2 separate regions of the Sus scrofa genome follow, and region 2 is linked to region 1. A link is a contact called in public Hi-C data. All regions are on one chromosome and are shown on one strand. Each heading gives the region's core, a stretch centred on a gene start, on an enhancer-like site or on the middle of the called end of the contact. The rest is flanking DNA. Distances are from core to core; before and after follow the strand shown.

Evidence for each region. A called contact is a pair of places that touch in the nucleus more often than the background predicts.
Region 2: a Hi-C map of liver shows a contact between it and region 1, with 3 times the contacts expected there. The contact joins the enhancer-like site here to the promoter of LOC110256919 in region 1. A contact is called at or near these places in 1 of 5 promoter capture datasets (liver), 11 of 47 Hi-C or Micro-C datasets (fibroblasts, heart right ventricle, liver and 3 more) and 1 of 2 datasets of contacts at active chromatin or transcription factors (skeletal muscle).

Annotation. Positions count from the first base shown.
Region 1 is chr15:106,994,283-107,000,152 of Sscrofa11.1, forward strand. LOC110256919 reads left to right here and starts at 2,767. Exons shown (of 2, transcript XM_021074734.1): 1 at 2,767-3,366; 2 at 3,449-3,742. The coding sequence starts at 2,767. The coding sequence ends at 3,742. RAPH1 (ras-associated and pleckstrin homology domains-containing protein 1) reads right to left here and starts at 3,513. Exons shown (of 15, transcript XM_021075323.1): 1 at 3,191-3,513.
Region 2 is chr15:107,039,260-107,045,129 of Sscrofa11.1, forward strand. No RefSeq gene overlaps it. Among named protein-coding and RNA genes, the nearest start is that of RAPH1, 44 kb to the left of the region's middle. Within about 2 kb of position 2,997, at least 17 of the 83 cell types and tissues checked have an H3K27ac peak or open chromatin away from gene starts, as enhancers often do. A contact at or near this core is called in liver, retroperitoneal adipose tissue and skeletal muscle, where this site is marked.

The DNA of each region.
Region 1 (5,870 bases), core at 1,517-4,016:
TTACTGTATGATCCAGCAATTCCACTTCTGGGTATATACCCAAAAGAAGTGAAAGCAGGGAATTGATCCGGAGCAGTTACAACACCAAAAGGTGGAAACAACCAAATGTCCATCTACAGATAAATAAACAAAATGTGGTATATACACACAATGGAATATTACTCAGCCTTTAAAAGGCATGGATGACCTCTGAAGACACTATGCTAAGCGAAATAATCCAGATACAAAACAAAAACAAACACTGAATAATCTCATTTATATGAAGTATCTAGAGTAGTCAAAATCATAAAGTAGAAAAGTGTTTTTCCAGGGGCCGGGTGGAAAGAGATGGTAGAGTTTCAGTTTAGTACGACAAAAAAGTTCTAGATGGTTGCACAACTATGTGAATGTCTTAATACCACTTAACTGCACACTTAAAAGTGGTTAAAATGGTAAATTTTATGCTGTATATTTTACCACAATAAAAAAAAAATCTCATGTGCTATTGATTTTATTACAGTGACAATTAGGAATGTAGTAAAGAACACAAACTTAAGAGTTATGCTGCCTGCTTTCAAACCCAGGTCTGCCCCTCTATAGCTCTGTAGTCTGTGCCTGTTTTCTCAGATATTAAGAAAACCTATATCATAGGACAACAGCAAGGATGAAGTAGATTAACACATGTAAAGCACTTAAAACAGTGCATGTCATATAGTAGTTGCTTTTATTATGGGTTTAAAACATTTTAATAACATTTAAGGCAAACATCTGCAGAATCTATGAAGGTCCTCAAAACTCAGTAAAACACAGATAGAAAACCAGTGATTTAACTGAAATTTCTCACTTTATAGGTAAAAGAATTTAGAGTCCAAAATAAATGACTTGCTTGAAGTCACATTTCTTATTTTGCTAATATTAGTTTCCCTAAAATAAGAGTTTGGGGTTAACAATACTAAGGTTGACATTCAACTACTTCAGAACCAAAGCAAAGCCATGAGATTCTATAAAATCTATTAATCGTGAGAGTCATCCACCATGCTAATCTAATAATTATGCATGGGGCAGGAACCAAAAGGTGGCAAAACCAAAAGAAGACAATGCCTAAAAACACCTCTTCCGAAAATGAAGTGTTAAAATATTTGTGAAAACAAATGTTGATCACGAGTTTGAGACACACCCAATTATGTGCCCACTACTGCACACCTTTCAGCCATTTACTCACTATATTATCTTAATGAGACCTCTGACTCTGAAAGATCAGTGGCATTTTCCACCAAACAGAGCTAATATTTATCACAAGGAAATATCTACAAATAATTCTTTATTAAATTCAAACAGAAGAGAAGAGCAATCCAAATAACACAAAATGTCTCATCCAAAAAAAAAAAAAAAACCCATGTAATTGAGCTTTGTAGAGATTTCTGTACTTACTTGAATAGGCTAGATCTGGTTTCTGGATAATTCACAACACAGAAAGCAAAATAACAGAGGCAATCTCTGAAGGTCAGACTCAACAAGAGCTAAAACGCTTTTGAGCGTCTCTAATTTTGCCCTTCCCCCATTGCTCTTCTCCTCAATTCCTCCCTCAAAGGACAGCACCACCTCTACTAGCAACGTCCTTCCCCTACCCATTTACATCAGCTGAAATCCTACCCATCACTAAAGGTTCCACTTAAATGCCTCAGCTTCCTTGAATTTTCCCTCAGTGCTCCCAATTTAGAATTATTTTATTCCTTCGCCTCTTCACTTCCCTATTTTGCACCTCTACTTCAACATTTTTATTATATAATGCATTGCATTACAACTACCTACATTCACTTCTCTCCCCCCCCTCGCCCCCACCTTCCCTCAAGTAAATCCCAGTAATTAACATTTGTTAAACACACTGGTGCCCTGCCAGGAGCTAGGTATTTTGCATACATTATCTTATTTAATCCATTAGACAAGCATCTCCGGAGGTAAGCAGGTGGTGTTAGTTATTCCCATTTTACTGACAGAGAACCATACTGTTGAGAGTTCAACAGCCCATCCAACATCACACTGGTAGCCAATTCCAGTGCTTAAGGAGCTGCTGATTGCCTTGGCTGTGATGCTACAGTCTTGTTCACTCTGTGTCCTCCATCCTGCCTAACAGATAGGAGGTATTCCCTAAATACTTGCTGAATTTAATATTCCTATGGACTCACTACCACCCTTTCAATACCACGATCACGCCCCACTCCTAGCCGGTTACCTTAACTGTACCTTTACAGCGGACTTTACACACAGAGGCAGCCCTCCACATCTCCAAGGGAAATGGTGCAGACAACACCAACCCGTTTTGGGAGGCGAAGTGAAGAACCTTTCAATTCTCTCAGATTTTCCCAACTGCTCTTCCCACAGATTATGAGATGCACACCAACAAGTCACATTTGATGCAATGCTTATAACCCTTCCCAAAAGCTTTTACTTCACGCTAAGCCACGTCTTCATGCCTACGAGCAATGACTTATGCGGTTTCCAGCTCGCACTGCGGGGACACCCTAAGACGCTACCTGGATAAGAAAACCCCATCTTTCAACCCGTCTTAAAACGAATCCTAATACTATTACACTGCCTTCCTTCTCCTCCCTCCACCCCCCGCATGAATTGCAGTTTGGATTTCCGGCGGGAATGCACACAGACACAGAAAGATGAGATTGGGCTCAAGAGCAATGGAGCGATTACTTACCCTGCTTAATTAGCAAGAAGACATAGAAGGTGCCGCCCCGCCTTTCTAAATCTCTGCACTGAACTCATTTACGAAACATGGGGGGCGCCGAAACCCGGGGAACCCCAGACCCCGAATCACTGGTTTCTGCGGCTGGTCGGGGGAAGAGTCCTTTCCTGCCCACGGTCCCGGGCCACCAGCCCCGGTGCCGGGTCGGAGAAACCCAAGCGCACCCTCCCCAGGCGGCCCTGCATCTCATTGTCTCCCTCCGTGGCGGCCCCCAGGGGCTCAGGGTGCAGCCCAGGGCCCGCCGACGCCCACCCACCAGCCAGCCGCCTGCCGGCCGAGGTCCAACCGGCCCGGGCCCGGGCCCCGGCCCCAGCCGCGACCCCGCCCCAGGCTCAGCAGCCCGCACCGCACCCGGATGGCGGGGCCGGGCGCCGGGAAAATGGAGGCGGGAGCGACGGCAGCGCCTCAGAGCCCCGCGCCCGGCCGGCCCCGAGGGCGAGGCTGAGTACTCACCGCGGCAGCAGCTAAGTCCTCCGGCGGGCTTGACTCCCGGAGCGGCCCCAGGCAGCGTAGCCGCCGCTCGCGCTCGTCCAGCCGCCGCTGCCGCTGCCGCTGCCGCCTCCTCCGCAGGCGCGGCGCTCCCTCTCCCGAGATGCCTCGAGCGCCCGCAGCTCCGCGCCGCGCGCTCCGTGACTGACTGACTGACTGACCCACCGGGCGGCGGCGGCGGCGGGGGCGGGGCCGAGCGCGCGGCGGGAGGGACGGCCGCAGCGCCCAGCGGCGGCGGATCCGAGTGCGGCCGCGTCCGGCCGAGACGCAGAAGGCGGGGTTGCGGGCCGGGCAGCCGACGGGCGGACCGACTCGCGCCCGGCCGCTCGCTCCCCCCGCCCGCCGCCAGCCACTCACTTCCGGTGCAGGCAGCCGAGCCCGCCCCTCCCGGGCACCCGCCGTCCGCGCCCCCGGCCCGCGCCCCCTAGCCCGCCCCGCTCACCCCCCGCCCTAGGCGCCGGGCCGCACCCAGCCGGGGCCGCCCGCGCTCCGCCTTTCCACCGCGCGTCCTTGTGAACCGCCTCCAGGAACCAGTGAATCAGAGAATGAATGAGTGAGGGAGGAAAATTCCGGTGCTGTCCCACCCCTGCTTGCCGTTCCTTGGAAGAAGGCTCAGCGGCCTCTGTCCAAGGGCTTTGGGACTCGCTGAAGCCTTGAGCACGTCCATCAAGGACCTATATGCATGCACCTTCCTGCTGGAGTATTCCAGGACTCCAGCAACCCGTCAGATGTGGTCTTAGGCGCTTAAAGGACCGTTGTCGCTGTAGTCTGTGAGGCCTTTTTTAGGAAATCCCATTTTGGCCAACAGCGCTCTCTGTGATTTCATGCACTATATTGGGAAGCTTCTAGAAATTGGACATTTTCATTATTTTTGATCACTTTTAACTTTGAAATTTGCTTATTTTGAGTTATTGATTTCTGTCATCCTCCCGCCCTTATTGAAATAGTTTAGGAGTAAGGTGTTGCCATTTTTCCTTATCATCGAGCTCTAAACGACTCAGTATTGCTTATTTTAATGCAGGCTTGACCTAGGCTTTTCAATTTTAATTTATATCTTTATTTTGACTTTCTAATGTTGATCAAAGGAAGAAAAAAATGGAATTAAAATCATTTTTTCCTAGTTACATGCAGAGCAGATTTGTTGACAGCATTAAAACAATTGAAAAAAATCTGGAGTGTGACCTAGAATTAGTTGTAGTGAACATTCCGTTTTCATGTCTTCTCATCTGCTTGCTGAGTATCTGTATCTTGAATTTTCACAGATAAAGAATTAACTGTGAGTTTCTGAGATCCTAGCTCCCTTTCTAAGAACCAGTGTTCATTTCTCTGTCCTGGGGCCAAATCTTGGTTTGGTTAAAAACATTCCTACTTTCAGATATTCTTGAGGACTTTGAAGTGGTTTGGTGTCTTGCACAATCTGTTCCAAACTGGTACACAGTCTGTTTCAAACTGGTATTTAGAACCAAACAATACAGTTACTAGTTGCATTTCACACTTGAGCTATCTGTACTTTAGAAACATAACTGTAGTTTTGTATTTTAAGTCTAGAAGGTGCTTAACTATTCTTGTGTGGAATAATGGTATAGGCTTTTTTTTTTTTTTTTTTTTTTTTTGGCTGCGCCTATGGCAGATCGAAGTTCCCAGGCCAGGGACTGAATCCAAGCTGCAGCTGTGGCAACGCTGGACCCTTTAATACACTGTGCCTGGCTGGGGATGGAACCTGTGCCTCCACAGCAACCTGAGCCACTACAGTTGGATTCTTAACCCACTGCACCCCTGTAGGAACCCTAATGTTATGTCTTATAAATGAGGATGATGATGCCAACTAGTTCCTATAGCCTTCTGTTCCTTTCTTGTGGAATTCATCATTCATTACCTCTAATTATAATTATTTCAGTAAGTGATGATCTTTCCTAATGAGGGTAATACAACAGTTTATTTGTCCTTATGTCTTCCATAATGTCTAGCACACTACCTTTCCCAATAAATATTTTAAAATTAATAAATACTGTAAACATTTTGATGAGTGATAATTCGTACAAATATGTCTATAGCTTCTCACCCCATGTCCCCCATGACCAGGTTTGCTGGGATTACACACACCTGAGTGCTCTACCTAATAATACCCTATTGTCATCAAATGCTATAACTAGGCTCTGTGATACTGCCCAGAGAAGTTATTCACTTCATTGTAACCTCCTTTAAAAAATAGACCATTAAGTGCTTTGTAGACAGCTCCTAGCTCTTTTTCCTCTCAGTGCTTAGGTGGGTCAAGGCTAATTTGAAAAGAAAACAGGGAGTTCCCGTCTTAGCGCAGTGGTTAACGAATCCGACTAGGAACCATGAGGTTGTGGGTTTGATCCCTGCCCTTGCTCAGTGGGTTAACGATCCAGCGTTGCCGTGAGCTGTGGTGTAGGTCGCAGACGCGGCTCGGATCCCACATTGCTGTGGCTCTGGCGTAGGCTGGCGGCTACAGCTCCAATTAGACCTGCTACAACTCCAATTAGATCCCTAGCCTGGGAACCTCCATATGCCGAGGGAGCAGCCCAAGAAATGGCAAAAAGACAAAAAAAAAGAATGAAAGAAAAGAAAACAGTCATTTTTTAGCCATCAAGAAAGGTGAGCAGGTTCTCATCCAAAAAAA
Region 2 (5,870 bases), core at 1,747-4,246, 45 kb after region 1:
GCCTGTAGATGACAAAGGACAGTGGAGCATGGGAATAAAATGTATCAATGAATGCTCAGGGTTACTTTTTCAACTAAATATACCTACTGTAAGCCAGACTCTGCGCTAGATTCTGCAGGGTATACAAAGTTTAGGAAAACATGGCCTTTTTCTCAAGGAGGTTATATCTAGTAGGGGACATAAGGTAAATGTCCAACTGACCAAATTACAAGGAAGGATATGTTAGAGGCCATAAGTGAGTTTACAAGCAATAGCCATGATGGCTTGAAGCAGAAAAATGTCCAGGAAAAGGTAAATGAAGGTTATAGGTGTGAATCTCTAAGAATCTGGGTGACTGGAAAGTGGGCCACCTCATTCATGGGAATATGGAAGTCAGGAGAAAGAGTAGGCTTGCCTGTGAATGTGTTGAGTTTGAGCGGTGGCTGGAAGCCCATCAAGAGAGAATCTGAGAGTAGGAGTGTGGGTGGACATGCAGAGATTGAAGTAAAAGTTGTGGAGGTGATCAGATCCTTAGGAAAAGCTACATTAAGAGAATAAAGAAGAGCACTGGGAGCTTTTAGGGAAAATCTGATTTTAGGAGACAGTAGGAAGAAGAGGAAGTGGTAAGATACTGAAGGAATGAGCCAGGCAGTAGATGGACCTGGGGAATGCAGGGTGATAAAATGCAAGAGAGGATTTCAGGGAGAAGTTGAGCAACTCTGAGGATGGTAAGCGGGGATTCAAGGAAGATGCAGACAAAGAAGAACTGGGATTTAGTGATTAGATGGTGATTGATGCCCTTTAAGAGAGTGGTTTCAGTAGAATGATGGGACCAGACACCACATTAATCATTAAAAATTTGCTGAAGTATACAAAACAAATTACGCAAAGATCACAAATTTTCCTGTTAGGGCAACTTCTCGGTCCTTTAATGTCAGGGAAATAGTGCAAGAGCTAGAGGAAATTATTTCACAATGGATTAAGCGTTAAAAAAAAAAAATCACCCTTTGGTGAGGTTATCTGAGTCTTCCTCACACATGCTAATGTAAACCCTTTGTTGAGATAATTGAGTGGCTTGGCTTCTGTATCATTCACACTTGTTAATACCACCAATGGAAACTACGCATAGTAAGGCACTGAAGTGGGGCATGTCTGGAGTAGGTGATGGAAAATAGCAGAAAAGATTCCACTTCAAAGGGCTTAGCATGTGAAACCACTTGAGTCATTGATTTTTCCCTATCTTAGAGCACTGATTTCTCTTTACTTGTGTGCTTCCTTTTGGATCCCAGGCTTTTTTCTTTAATGGTGCTTTGAGTGTTGCAGACTAAGCAATAGGACTATGGTTACACAATTAACTGGCAAACCTCCCTTTTGCTCTCTTTAGTAGGATGAAGAGATGAGCTGATGATTATGGAAATAACAGTCAGATTGCAAACAACATCTATCATTTTTGTATTGCCATCTACCTACATACCCTATTTGCATACATGCTCCCGTTTGACCTCTAGTCATTTCTGCTGGGGATAAACAAAGATCTTTTGGATGCGAATAAAGGGAGAGAGGGAATATATGATTTGTTTATTGACCATTTTCAGCACCATCGTATCTCTATTTTTGAAAAGTTATCTTCTCTGGTTAAATGGAATGTACGTAGATAGGCCATATTTCTGTATCATTATTTTTAAAAAGCTGATGCGTTCATAGAGATTGGGTAATTGGATATAATCCCTGACATCTAAGAGAGTAAAACATCCCATATTGCTACCCTTTGTAAAAGAGTAAACAATAGAAACAGCATTGAAATAAAATTAGGTAATATTTTTATTTATTGAAATTAATACTGAAAGTGGAAAAAACATATCCAACCGTGTATGGGGTTGGAGTAAGGTAATTTGACCTTATTCCTAAAGAATCTTCCCCCCTTTCAATTTCACAATTCTTCTACAAAACCTGTTATAGTTTATGGATAAAAGTTAGATGAGTATAGAGGTAAAGAAAGGATATTCAAGAGGATTGGGTTTAACGGGGTGCATGTGAGAAGGAAAACCATTCGTTTGTGCATTCTTTCCTTCATTCAACATTTATTGATATCCCTTTACACCAGGTGTCATGCTGGGCCTGGGATACAGTTGCTCTGGTGAAGGACATAATATTCCTTTAAGAGGTAAATTTCTCCTGAAAGCCTTGAAACGACTTGGTGTTCGAGAAGAGTTTGCTGGCAATCAGTGGCAACAGGAGTGGAGGAGGAAGGGAAGGTTGACAGTGAAATTCCTGAACAACACGAGGCTGCCACAACCAACTTCTTTTCTTTCCATTAGGAATCTCGTTGAACCTTAGAAAAAAGTCTGGTTCCAGAAGGAGGAGACTTGGAGAACCCCCCAGACAGAGTTTTGAGTTGAGCCTCTGCTGGGCTTCAGTAAGTGGTTGAGGAACTGGGCTCTGGTTATTTTGCACCAAAGAGACTTCACAATAGGGTTGAAGATGGAAAGTCAAGAGCAGCTGCTAATTAGTAGCTATAAGAAAATTTAAGAATGAATTGTTATCCTTTTTTATCATATTCCTTTAGTGAGCATCTTTGTGTTTTCACAAAATCAAAATATGTCAGGGCTGGAGGGTCATGTTTCAACGGGTGTGTTGATTTAATTCCTACTCAGGAAAGAAAATTGCCACTTGGATCATCAACCCCGGTTTCTGTGGAATTAGATTTTTTTCCCCTCTCTCCGGGAGCTCTTACATAAGAATTGTCCGTAGTTAAATGAGGGGTGACAAGGTCATAGCCCAGAAGGAACATTGTGTCTCTGGGCTATCAAAACACTGATCGTCTGGCTTGCCATTTAGCAAGGATTCCCTGGAAAATCTTTGGCTTCTAATGAACAATAGAAATATGTGAATGGGAAGACTAGATTTGGAAAGCCGTCTATATGAGATGAAAGAGCACTGATGACAGAACACAGATGTGTACCCTGTGAGTTGGCAGAAGTGTGATTACACTGACTCTGTTGACAGTTGACAGAGTCTAGGACATAATGTCTTTGAGCAACTGCTGTGAAGTTGGGTTTTTTTGCTCCTCCTCCTGGGACAGGGAGGGATTTTGGTGGTAGCGATGGCCTATTCCATACTGATAAGAAAGACATGGCCTCTCTAGAGTTCACGACTTTGGCTAGCTCCCTCTTTGGCTGCTGAAGGAAGCTGGAATGGCTGGTCCTACTGGCAGTTATCTGAGCCAGTCTGCACAGGTCTCTAATGGCTGTGTGAGGTTCCACAGGCAAGAAGGAACCAGAAATACTGGTTTCTACCCACTCTTGGAGTCCTAAGGACTGGTGTGACTAACTGACTATAATAGCAGCTTCAAATCCGTTCTGGGAAGAGTCAGGGTTTGTAAATAAATAGAAAACAAATACGACTGACTCAAACTGAAATTTGTGCCTTGGTTTGATGTGGTGGATGTATTCAAACTGGCCTAAGAGAGAAAACTGGAGTCTATAAATGCAATCACTCTTTAACAATGTCTCAAGGAATCAGCTACAGTGTTGAAAACTTGTAATAAACACCTGATTAATAGAATGATTATTATAGTGCTCTGCAAATGAGAATATGAATTGATAGTGAATGGAGAAGAGTATTAGCCATTTTAATAAAATAAGAACATGCTAATAATAGTAATTAGAGTATTAAATACTCATTGCATGTTTCCAAATTCTGTTTTCAATTGTAAATAATCTAACATTAATTATGTTATTTCTTCTTCATCTTTTCCTCTGCTCAAAACTGAAAATTCTTCTCTAGAAGAGCCAAGCCTCTCTACAATGAATCTCCTTTACTTTAAAAGAGAATAGAAGCAGCAAGAGCTGAATAAAATACATTTTTTTTACATTTCAAACAATCTTCATTTAAAAGATGTACAAAAGTGTATGCATTTGTGGGTTGTCATATTTACCTTTTTTTTTTTTTTTTTGAATTATAAACTCATTGACAGCCCTGGGGCCTGGAGTTGGTGCTGTTTATTTCCCAGGCTGATACAGCAGAGGTTGTAGTTCCATGCATGGCACTTTGATTCGTGGGATTAGAAATATAAAAGCTGATCTGCGGGGGGAAGGAGAGTTTTCAGGAGGCACGTGCAGCTGCTGTAGGAGCACGACTGCACACTGGCCAATCTGACAGTGGCACTGATGTCCCCTCTCAGGTTTTCATGTGGAGGCAAAGAGAAACAGATGCTGCTGTAAGGCACACCCCTCATTCTACTGCACACATAGAAGGGAAAAGCCAGAGGTTCTGATGTCATTGTGCTCCCAGAGGCTTTTTTTTCCTGGATCATTAGTTGCCAAGATCTGGGGTAATCGCGAATTAACCCCTGGAAGGCACCAGATACCTACTTTATTTTGAACATAAGTAAATAAGCCCTTCTTAAAGATTCCTACTCCCCCCACCCGTCTTCTTTTTATGGTGTAGGAACATGCAGATTTCAGTGAGTGGTTTTTCTCTTTGTGTCCTGTCGCGATAGTCTTTTCCATTTCTAGAAGAGACTCCCGTATAAATAAAAATCAAACATTGTTTTGCTATTCCCAATGTCTTTAATACCATCTATTATTTTAATTGGCCTAGTCACTTCAGAATTAAAACAGTAAATGTTCAGTGAAGCTTGCATAAGGGATGCCTGACCCTTGGGAACCTAGAAAAAAGACAAATTCAAATCCATGTAGATTTATCCAAATCACTCATATACTAGCCTAGGTCAGATGCCTTACATTTAACCTCATCCAGTGTTTCATAAAGCTGCCAATTCACCTGCATGTCATCCAGATGTCTTATTTTGGTCTACCAAGGTTCAGACTTGGGTCTGTAAATACTCGCTAATATTTTCTTTAAAACTTTAGCAGATGTTACTGGTAGTCAAAGGACGTCAGCCATAACAGGATGGTCCTTATTACTAACTAGACAACTGGAGTCATCCAGCAGCAGAAGCCAGTGACTGGGAAGTAACTCACCTAAGGCCCTTTCCCTGGTCTTGCCAGTGGCAGGCCAGAGGAACACAGGCAGACTGGGAATTTCCTCTGGGTGGTGTCACAGAAAACCTGGGAGGATTTGCAAGCTGTGGCAGGAGGTGCTGGTTAAGTGGAGATATTAAATGGAGTCACTGTTTAAGTAATTGCGATAAGAACGTGCTTTTAGAGAACAATCAAATCTTTACAGCTTCCAATAGGACATTTGATCTGCTTCCCCATTTCTCTGTTCCCCATTTGAAGAGGGGGCTGGATCTCTGGTTGGTAAGGCCTCCTCCCTGAATTTCAGAAGCGCCAAAATAACAAGCAGTGTCGGGCTGGGTGATTTTCCACGTTTGCCCTGTTTAAAGGAAGAAGCTTGTCCTACCGTAAACAGTCATGGGAACTGTTTGCTTTGGATGGGCTTGGTCCACAAGGGCGGAGCAGGGCCTTCTTACTCTGGTTCCTTGCCAAGATGGAAATCTGGTGCCAAGGGCTTCCTAGTCTTGCTGAGGCATTCTCTAATTTGAATAAGTTCGGTCTGAAGTAAGTGTGTTGGGGAGCCTGGGGACAGTAATAGTGGCTTGAAATAAAAATAGTCACTTAAAATAGCAGCTTGTGCTAACCTAGCGTGGAACAGAATTCATGGTCATATCTTGGATGGATTATTTCCTGGATCTGTTTGTGCTCCGCCAACGATTAGCGAAGGCTCTATCCTGAGACTGTACTGTCCATCTATGGAAGTCTTTGGGATGTTTCTACTCTCTTACCTCTATTAAACCTAGAGGATAAGCATTCTGGGTGATTCAGCATAGTCAGGAGCAAATATGCAGTCCATAGTCTCCAAATGGGTATTCAAAGGTGAGGTGGGTGGGGTGGCTGCTAGAAGCCAGTTTTCCATTCCAGTCATTC